Regions from separate parts of the Mus musculus genome. Here region 1 is linked to region 2. Evidence: chromatin contacts called from public HiCAR-type data. All regions are on one chromosome and are shown on one strand. Each heading gives the region's core, a stretch centred on a gene start, on an enhancer-like site or on the middle of the called end of the contact. The rest is flanking DNA. Distances are from core to core; before and after follow the strand shown. Region 1 overlaps Gm29927 (a long non-coding RNA gene). Region 2 has its middle 150 kb from the start of Gm41044.

What was found. HiCAR-type assays count read pairs that join an accessible place to other places.
Region 1: a HiCAR-type map of fibro-adipogenic progenitors shows a contact between it and region 2, with 3 times the contacts expected there. The contact joins two enhancer-like sites. A contact is called at or near these places in 1 of 15 datasets of contacts at CTCF or cohesin (the NIH/3T3 cell line), 2 of 484 Hi-C or Micro-C datasets (embryonic fibroblasts and nephron progenitors) and 1 of 115 datasets of contacts at active chromatin or transcription factors (fibro-adipogenic progenitors).

The regions. Positions count from the first base shown.
Region 1 is chr13:102,571,949-102,577,150 of GRCm38.p6, reverse strand. All of the region lies in intron 1 of Gm29927 (a long non-coding RNA gene), which reads left to right. Among named protein-coding and RNA genes, the nearest start is that of Gm29927, 18 kb to the left of the region's middle. Within about 2 kb of position 3,625, at least 145 of the 459 cell types and tissues checked have an H3K27ac peak or open chromatin away from gene starts, as enhancers often do. A contact at or near this core is called in fibro-adipogenic progenitors, where this site is marked.
Region 2 is chr13:102,165,807-102,171,213 of GRCm38.p6, reverse strand. No RefSeq gene overlaps it. Among named protein-coding and RNA genes, the nearest start is that of Gm41044, 150 kb to the right of the region's middle. Within about 2 kb of position 2,888, at least 7 of the 459 cell types and tissues checked have an H3K27ac peak or open chromatin away from gene starts, as enhancers often do. A contact at or near this core is called in fibro-adipogenic progenitors, where this site is marked.

The DNA of each region.
Region 1 (5,202 bases), core at 2,376-4,875, 410 kb before region 2:
TGGCTTATGAAAACCTCACACTTTAATTATGTGCTGGAAAAGGTCATTGGGTGGAACTTCCTTAAGGCTTCCAGTGTTTCATATAGAGGGACGAGCAGGCTGGGACTATTTAAACATCATCTTGTAAAGCCTCCCCCCTCACCCCCCAATTTCCATGGAAAAGTGGTAAAGACTTCTGTAGCCATTAAGTCCATGTGAGCTTGTGATACTTCAAGCAGGGGAGTTTGGGTAAAGAAGATTCTAAAGGGGTGATGCATGTGGAAAAAGTGGGCTGATTTTGAAGATTTAAAAATAGCCAACACATTCTTGGGGTTCATGTGACCAGAACACTGCTGTGTGGTTTCTTTGAAGTGCAGTGTCCTTGGAAGGAGTTTCTAAACTCATCTCACTGTGACCTTTGGCACTGTCCCTCTGCCATGTGTGTTTATGCTAGGAAAAGAGAAAAGAGATCACTTTGCTCCTCAACAGTCACACGAGTTTTGGATTCAGAGGTGGCGCTATGTCTTGAAAGCGTATGCGTTTTTATTGGCTCTCTGAAAATTGCCCCAGATACAGCAGTCATGTTGCCCGGGACTGTGAAGTCCAGAAGAAGCAGGAGATGAGAACGTCAGATGGGTCAGATGGGTCATAGGTGTTTGAGGAGTCTGCAGTTGGCCGATATGTATAGGCCCATTTCTAAGGCAAAGGCTATATCAATGTCTATATATCACAGGATGAACCTGGATTTACTGAACTATTTGTAGGGGATGTGTAGGGCTGAATTCACCTACCTTATCTGGCAAGGAAATGACTGCATGTCTCAGTTCCCTTATGATTGAGAAGGACAATGCAAGTAGATCTGGCCAATGGATTTTGAGCAAAGTGACATGTGTCAGCCTCAAGTTGTAATATTTCACACCAGCAGATTATTTTCTAGAGCTAAGACCATCATTGAAGATATCACATTAAATCCATCTTCCAAAATAACAAAGATTTTCACTTTCTTCATCTCATGGCATCTTTAAGAATTTCTATTCCTGGGGGCTGGAGAGATGCTCAGTGGTTAATGGCAGTGACTACTCTTCCAAAGATTCATGGTAGCTCACAGCCATCTGTAATCGGATCTGATGCTCTCTTCTGGTGTGTCTCAAGACAGCAACAGTGTACTCACATACATAAAAACAAACATATCTTTTTAAGAAAAGAATTACTCTTCCTACCAGGACAGAGCTCTTTAGATAGAGGACTCAAAGCTCTAGCAATGGGATAACTTTTTTCATGTATGGTTGTTCTTTAGTTGGCCATATGCCTTCCCTTCCTTTTGCCATGGTCAAAATAATTTTATCAATGACACCTTGGGTATGTCAGCCTCACATCATTGTCTCTGGTTGCTCTACTCCTGGATGTACCTCAGCTTTTCTAGGGTTGCTCTCTGGTCCTATGGAAGGTTTTGCCACTCTAGGACACAGCCTGTAGATTATAGGACACAGCATACAGTTGGGGGTGTTACCAATACCAGCACCCCACTGCCTGCTACTAGCACTTCGGCTTTCTCTTGTGGATAGATGCCTGGCCTGCATGTCTCAGTCCCCTTAAGATTGAGGACATGGGATGAATCCCCAGGTTGGGCAGTCTCTAGATGGCCCTTCCTTCAGTCTCTGCTCCACACTTTGTCTCTGTAACTCCTTCCATGGGTATTTTGTTCCCCCTTCTAAGAAGGACAGAAGTATCCACACTTTGATCTTCCTTCTCCTTGAATTTCATGTGTTTTGCGAATTGTTTCCCGAGCTTCTGGGCTAATATCCACTTATCACTGAGTTCGTATCATGTGTGTTCTTTTGTGATTAGGTTACCTCACTCAGGATGATATCCTCCAGATCCATCCATTTGCCTAAGATTTTCATAAATCCATCATTTTTAATAGCTGAGTAGTACTCCATTATGTAAATGTACACATTTTCTGTATCCATTCCTCTGTTGAGGGAGATCTGGGTTCTTTCCAGCTTCTGGCTATTATAAATAAGGCTGCTATGAGCATAGTAGAACATGTGTCCTTATTACCTGTTGGAGCATCTTCTGGGTTTATGCCCAGGAGTGGTATTGTTTGGTCCTCTGGTACTCAGACACTATTGTGGAGGCCAACAAGAGCTTGCTGACAGGTGACTGATATAACTGTTCCCTGAGAGGCTCTGCCAGTGCCTGACAAATACAGAAGGAGATGCTCACAGCCATCCATTGGACTGAGAACAGGGTCCCCAATGAAGGAGCTAGAGAAAGGACCCAAGAAGTTGAAGGGGTTTATAGCTTCATAAGAGGAACAACAATTTGAACTAATCAGTACCCCCAGAGCTCCCTGGGACTAAACCACCAACCAAAGAGTACACATGGTAGGACTCATGGCTCCAGCTGCATATGTAGCAGAGGATGGCCTACTCGGTCATCAATGCTAGGAGAGCCTCTTGGTTCTGTGAAGGCTCTATGCCCCAGTATAGGGGAATGCCAGGGCCAGGAAGTGGGAATGGGTGGGTTGGTGAGCAGGGGGAGGGAAGAGGGGATAAGGGGGGATTTTGGAGGGAGACCAGGAAGGGGGACAACATTTGAAATGTAAATAAAGAAAATATCTAATAAAAAAGATTGAAAAGGACAATACAAGTAGATTTGGCCAATGGATTTTGAGCAAAATGACATGTGTCACTCTTAAAAGTTGTATTATTTTATGTCAGCGAGAGACCCTGCAGAGCTGTCCCTTCTCTCTTGAGAATATGTAAAATGGGGATTTGACTCTTATAAACAGAGCCATTCTATCAACAGATGATAAGAAATAAGAATTGCTTGGTTACTATGGTTTTAGAGTTGTTATTACAGTGAAATTTAGCCAATTTGGGCAATTTATCTTAATGTGTCTGCTTCCTTCTCCTTATATTGTTTGAGGTAAAATACAGACTTGAGAGCATTTAAGAGCTGAGTTCTTGGCTTTTTTTTTTTTTTTTTAGAATATTCCTGGGAATTCCTTGTCCAGTTCATGGTCTCATGGGCATCATTAGTATAGCCCCAAACCTACATGCATGTTAAGACAAAATATGTTCAACCTCTTGAGCCTATGTCAGCAGGTGTGCCAACATTGCTTGTAAGCCTCCAACGAGTCCAAATATGTGACTCAGAAGCAAGGGTTAACTCGCTCACAAGAAAAGGCTTTCTGCATGCTTTGTTTCCATCTTCTTCTAGAACATGGCCTCAATGGCTGACCTACTGACTCCCCCTTCCCTGGCAAGCCGTGCACTAGCGGACTGCCCACCAACCAGGCAATTGAGTTGTTGCGGCCTGGCCATCCTGTCAGGGTGCTCTGGGCTTTGGAGCAGAGCACTGTGATCAGCAGACTTTTAGCACAAGGCTTCGTTTATTCAGAGCCCACTGTTGGCAGTGCAGTGAACTGCTCTTTTGTGAGACTTAGGGGGTCACAATTGGTTTTCTGTTCCCTGATGGACATAATAAAGAGGCAGGGTGGCCTCTTTCCCCTTGTCCAGGACAAGGAGTTGGGAGCTCTGCCTTCTGCCTTCAGCTCCCCCACTAAGGGACTTTCCCCAGCCACCTTGCCAAGCCTCTGTGACTCAGCCACTTTCTTTGGGAATTGAGGATGATCTGATTTATTCAAGAGCTGTGAGGCATGCTTGAAAAGGCCGTTGAAAACTGCAGCTTGTGTAGAATGGCTGGCCATCTTCTATGGTTTGGAAACTGGCACAGAGGTTGGGGAATTTCCCTTTCTTGTGTGGAGGTCTGTGGTTTTCTGTGCAGAAAAGTAGGGCTGGCCTGGTGTAACATTCCCCTGATCCCTCCTACTTCCTCTTGGGACCTGTGCCCTGTGATCAGAGCCTGTGCCCTTTGTCAGAAGGCTGTCAGAAGCCATATGCCCCACCATGCTAAGCTGCTGCTTCTCCTAGCTTTCAGAAAAAGTCACTTCTAATTTTAAGAATTAGAGCAATGTTTTAGACAGAAGGAAACGCAGTATGTGAAACGTTACACAGAGAAACAGTTACCCTTGAACACAACAGAGGACATAGAAGCACAAACAAGCCAGTTCCCACACAGAACTTTAAAGGATCAGCTCTAATGGGCTAGAGGGACACACAGCCACTAACTGCTTGGTTGTTGTCTTTCTAGCAGGGATCTGCCACAGTAGAACTAAAGCTACATAGTTGCTCTAAGGAATAGAGTTGATAACTAAAGAAAGGAAGGAAAACAGAAAGAACCTCTTAATAGTCTGTAATAGTGAGACAATCACCCAACTAATGACCTGTAATATTCAAGTAAATTCTGGCTTCTCATTAACCGGGGGTTGCATCTGCTGTGCAGTCTCAGTTAAAGAGAAAACAAAGTCTTTAGCTGAATAAGCAGGAAGTTATTACCTTCCATAGGTACCCTGGAGTCCAACGATAAATAAAATTACTACTATATAAAATTATTGGAATGTTACATTAAGTAAATGGAAAGTAATGTTGCATATGATATATTTACTGAAGATATTTTGTACATAGCAAAAAAAACTTTATAAAAGCTATTTAGATATTTTAAAATGTGCCCAGAGTGAGGCACAGTGAAATTCATGATAATATTTGAAACCCATAGGGTTTTATAATATAATTTACAATTAGAAAGGAAACAAGACAAGTCATAATAAGGTCCCAGTGTGTGTCTATGGGTAGAGGCATAGCACTCTGCTTTCTTTTCTTCCCATCAGCAGGCACAGCGACCTGTATGTAGCAAGTGTTGAACTTTCATCAGTGGTGGTTTAGTTGAGTTATATCCAATCCATCAGGAACAGGCTTTCTGCCAATGAATCTATGTAGATGTAATGACTAGGAAATATACAATCATTTCTGTCCTTGGCTTTACACCCCATGGCCTGATCCAGCTTCTTTTCATATATATATCTACAGGTTTCTTAATGGAATGCAATGTAGGAATTAAGAATAACATATCTGGAAAGAGGGGACTGGATGGTTTTGGTGAGAGATTCCTTTATTTGACATTCTTAATATACTGTGTAGACAGTTGGATAGCTATCTCTCAGTAGAAGTCTTCTCCTGGAAAAGAGTAATGAAGGGAGAATGGTTTTACCTGAATACAATTAGCTTCATGATATTGGAGACAGAGGGCCACATGGAAAGAAATGCTTTGCACTTTACAGAGAAGGTATAATATTTGGGGAACATGAAGATGGGGATT
Region 2 (5,407 bases), core at 1,639-4,138:
TAGATAGGATTACTTTTGCTTTTATGATGGTCAGCATAATATTTTAGTGCTGGGTTACCACCAGTCAATGAAATAGAGACTCAACAAACAGTAACTGAATAAACTACTTAAGCAAAGGGCAGAATCCTCTATTTCTTCCCATATCCACTGCTGCTCTTTTATATGCCTTGCCTTCACTTGTCAAAATAACGGGAATAATGTCTGTATTGGCTCCTCTGCTGATTTTTTGTGTTCCTTAGTCTATTCTCAACACACCAGGGGGAGTGGACGATTAGAAAGGAAATAAATGTGCCTCCCTCTCCTCAATGTCTTCCACTTAGAATGAAAGCCAGAGCCCTGGTCACTTGCTTCCTCTTTGCTATCTCCCTGACTTCTCCCCCATCAGTCTCCCTTGCTCACCGTTCCCCATCCACACTGACGTTTTCAGTGTTTTGCAGGGATGCCAAATGTCAGGTCTGAGAAGATTTGCCTTTTCTGCTCCTTTATCCACTCCTGCTATCTTCAGCATCACTTCAGCAGAAGGTCTTAATGAATCATACAATATAAACACTCACTGGAAGACTGGAGCTTTGAGAAAACAGTGTGAGACAGGCAAACACCTGCATGGGTCAGAAGCTCACTTGCTGAGCATCAATGTTTATACTTCTTATTTCTGGCTGTGACTTCAGTCTATTCGGGATGGTGACAGGGTCCTGAGAAAAATCCCTTCCAATCAGCAACCTGGCTTGTATTGATTTCATCGGTCATTTAAGGAAAACAAGCTCGCCTAACTCACAGGTTTAACGCTGCCAGCAAATAAAAAAGCAAGAGACCCCAAGCATTTGACTTTGTATAAGGGTCACATGGAAAATAGTGTGTCATTGGGGGAAAAAAAAGAAAGAATGAGAGAAACGGCGAAATAGGAAGTTCTCTAACTCTATTGGCTCAAGGAATACATTTTATGATCTAGATTAACCTTAGAGAAAAAAAAAAAAACGAGCATGTGGATTTGAGGGAACACAAACATCCAGACCACATCATGCTGCTCTTCCATAAAGAAGAACCTTGGGGAAGGATTAGAAATCTAGCGCTTTTTGGTAAGTGTGAGCGTGGAGCAAGAGGATGGAATGAAGACACAAAGGAAGGAAGACACTGATGGAAGAGCACCATCTTGGAGGGCTCACGCTACTCAATGCTTTATAAGGTAATGGCTAAAGACTCTGGCATTGGTGAAAGACAGGATTAGGAGACCATACTGAGGCCGCCACAGGTTAGGAAAAGCAACAAAAGAGTTCAGTGGGGAGAGAGTTAGGTGGCTAAATCTTATGAGTCCGTGTCCCGGACATCATGTGCAAACTGCTCCATGAAATGAGAGGCCTTTCAAGCTACTGTGGTCTCCATGGATCTTAGTTCCAGAAGCCAAGTCTGTTTATCAACTCATACATTCTCTAGATTATGTGCACTGTTATGTCATGAGAAAGAAATATATGAAGATAGATGGCAAATGAAAACAGGTAAGATAAGGTAAGGTAAGGCTCTTTTCTGCCACCCCTATAGACTAAGGAGAACAAGTTTTCAATGGCCATATAAATTCCCCTTTTAATAAGAAGAACATTGGAAAATTGCTTTTAGTCTTACTCTCCTCCCACTCAATATTATTGAGTGTGATTTTGAGATGATTTAATTTTAGTTTTTTTTTTTTTAATAATTTGTGTGGGTGCTTTGCCTGCATGTCTCTGTGCATCATGTGTGTACAGGGTTAAATAGACACCAGAAGCAGGCATTGGATCCCCTTGGAATAGGGGATATAAATGGTAGTAACTTGCTATGTGGGTGCTGGAAATCAAACCCAGATCTTCTGGAAGATCATTCAGTGCTCTTAACCTGTGAGCTATTTCCCCATTCCTTATTGGCATGTTTTAAATAATCTGTGGTACAGTGGCAAATGTTGTTTCTTCCAAGCTACTAGATATTATGATGTTCTTTTAATTACTTTGATGCTTCCTTTTGTATCCTGTTCCCCTTTTCTCTGACATATGAGTTTAATAGCAATCAGAAAGAAACAGCACCACTAATTGTACTGGATTTTTCATTCTCTGTGGAATCCCATCTGCAATATCTTGCAATTTTCAGGTCTTTCTGAGTGTCTGGAGCAATTTATTAATCTCTGCCTTATAATGTCTCTGATCTGTCATTGACTCCCAGTTTCTATTTTCACTATTTTTACATTAATCAAAAGATAATAGAACTCTTTATTTATTTGCTAATGGTCCTAGATGGTTTCTGCCAGTTGGCTGATGAATTGAGCCAGTGGAAAATACTATCCTCTTGGAATCTGGCTAGAGTCCTCAGAAGTCAAACATGCCAAAAAACGTGAGTTCCAGTCAGAGGAGTGGGAATGGTCCCTGATGATAATTGTGCCCAATGTGCCCCAACTTCTTCCAATTGATGGACACTGTCTTCTTCTCTGTGGCTCAGAAGAAAGAAAAATAGTTGCCAAATGTCTTAGGGTTCAAGCAACAGATTCATTAAGTTTCTGAAGCCTTACAGAACATTCTTTCAAACTGACCGCTCCCTCTAAACTCTTTACAGGCCAAGCAAGGACGAGGTTCATTTTCCAAACTCATTAAAAGGAATGCTCAGAAGTTTGAGAAAGTCATCAGGCTCCAAAACTCTTGCCCTTCACTTGGCAGTGATGGTATTTTAAATAAAAGTATGTGTCTCTATAGGTTTGATTGGAATAGCTCTCAACACTGAATGCATTATTATTGTAGAGAAACTACCAGCAATACGCTTGTGGATTCTTTACCAAAACTAAAAAACAAAACAAAACAAGCACCTCTAAGGCTCAAAGGATGTGTGATGGGAGGAGACTGTACTTGGGCTCATATTGTGTAAACCTTCATCAGTCCACTTCATTCCAGATCAGCTCAGCTCAAGCTGTGAAGAATTAATCCTGTCGTCTCCTCAAGACACATTTGCTGGCTGCTAAGTGATGATAATCATGTTCTCTCTCTCTCTCTCTCTCTCTCTCTCTCTCTCTCTCTCTCTCTCTCTCTCTCTGTGTGTGTGTCCCTCTTTCTCTCTCCCCTCCTCTTCCTCCTCCTCCTCCTCCTCCTCCTCCTCCTCTTCCTCCTCCCCTCCCCCATCTCTCATAAAGCACGTAGCAGTACACTGGAATTAAACATGGAATCCAATCAACATCATTGTTTTCTTTTTCAATATTGATGATTTTATTTTTTTATGTAAGGAAACTCACCGTCTCGCACTGGACTTGAGCTGTCAGTGCCCTTTGAATATTTCAGTTTCCACTACAGAAATGAAGACAAATGCTCTGGTGAACATATTTTTCCTTCTGGTGCTAGCAAAATTTTATCCAGGCAGCCATGAGCTGACACGATGTTTTGAAAACAACATACAGGGGCTCAAGGATTCTTGACATTTAATTCTCTCTTAGTCAAAGGGCATATTTCATAATAAGTAAAACACACGTACTTAGTGTTGAGTTCATCAATTCATGGACTCTACCACTTACATCCTGAGGAAGGATGGGAGCACACATGGACTTGCAGTTGCATTTACATCTTCTTTCACTATACACACAACATTTTATTCCCAGTGTAAGACTGAAAGGGCCTCTCTGAGTTAGGAAGAAGAATACAAGTGTAATAAAGCCAACAATGGAGAGAACACTGGAGGCTCTGAAGTAGTTTGGTGACTTTAAAATCAATCAAGTCATCAGTGGGAATTTACTACGTGCCTTGAGCCACGCTCATCTCTGCAGAGGAAGGCACACAATCCTTTGGCTGTGAGGGAAGTAAGCAGGAAGCATGACACACATTATAAATAGGGGAGTCAAAGAGTCAGAGACCTGTGCACCCAGACTGCATTGTCTTCACCCAGCTTGCTTTTCTTGAATTAGACCTGGACTGGTGCCATTGATCTGCTTTGAGAGATTTTTCTAAGCATCAACTTGAATGAAATTCACTCAAGTGTGTAGTATTGGGGAGTTGTTGAAAACAACAAAAACAACAACAATAACAACATTAACTATTTCTTAATAAGGAAATAGTCTAAATACCAAAAGGATAATTAACAAAGAAATGTGAGATATAGGGGTACAGATGAAGTACCAAAGGATGAGAGAAAATTGGCAATCTCAAAGAACTCTCCCCAGATAATTAAGATTTACTCGTTGTGCTGAAAGAATAGGTAAGCTGTCAATTCAAAGATTGAGTAGAGAAGCCAAGTCATTGGTGACCAGGGACAGCTAGAGCAAAAACCAATGAGGTAATACTGTCAAACCCGAGTGAGAATGGACACTAGCAGAACCCCACAAACCACAAGTGTTGGCAGAATGAGGAGGAAAGGGAGGTTTTTTTTACATACAGTTGATGGGAATGTAAATTATATAGCCGCTGTGGAAAACATTATGGAGGTGGCCTCAAAAACTAAAAATGGTCTACCCCATGACCTAGTTATCTAGCTTCCAGGTATATACTCAGACAAATTTAATTAGCATACAAAAGAGAGTCCTGTATACTTATTTTTAGTTGTAGCACTAATCTCAGTAGCTAAGATGCAGAGTTAGCTTGGTTCTCACCAGCAAATGAATATAAAATGAATATATATGCATATATATCACATATCATATATATGCATATATCACATATATCATATATGCATATATCACACATGAATGTAATAGGTATATTTGTATATATTTGTAAGATATTACATATTACTATATATAATGAATATATATTACACACAAACACACACAAAAAAGCATAATCCTGCCATTTTTGTTAAAATAAATAGAGCTAGAGAACATTATGTTGCCTGAAATAATCCAGAAACACAGAGTCAGGACGTACAAGTTCTTGCTTTCTCACTATAACAGCCGAGAATTATCTATTTTATGGCAGCACAATGAATAATAGCAAGTGGGGGTAGTAGAAGATGAACATGTGTTCCTTACTTTTCTGACTGCTGTCATGAAACACTTAATGGAAGCACCTTAAGGAGGCAAGGATTTGTGTTGGTTCACAGTATGGGGGAATACAGCCCACCATAGTGGCGAAGGCACGGTGATAGGGGGATAGTTCCATGACAATGGCAGTGTGAAGCGGCTGCTTGCTCTAAAATACCAATTACCAAGTACAGATCTTGGTCCAGACAATTATCTACATCTCATTTGCTGAAGGTTTCAGTCTCCCAAACAACATCATTAGCTAGGGACCAACTGCTAAAACACATAAGCCAACAGGGGACGTTCGATTCAAATCTTAAGATTGGGATTTTTTTTTTTTTCATGAACTCCATAAAACCTAAAAATATTTCTGGGGTACGAATAATTTATCTTGAGCTTGTGGATCACATATCACCATGGCAGCACACACCTTTAACTCCAGCACTCAGGAGGCAG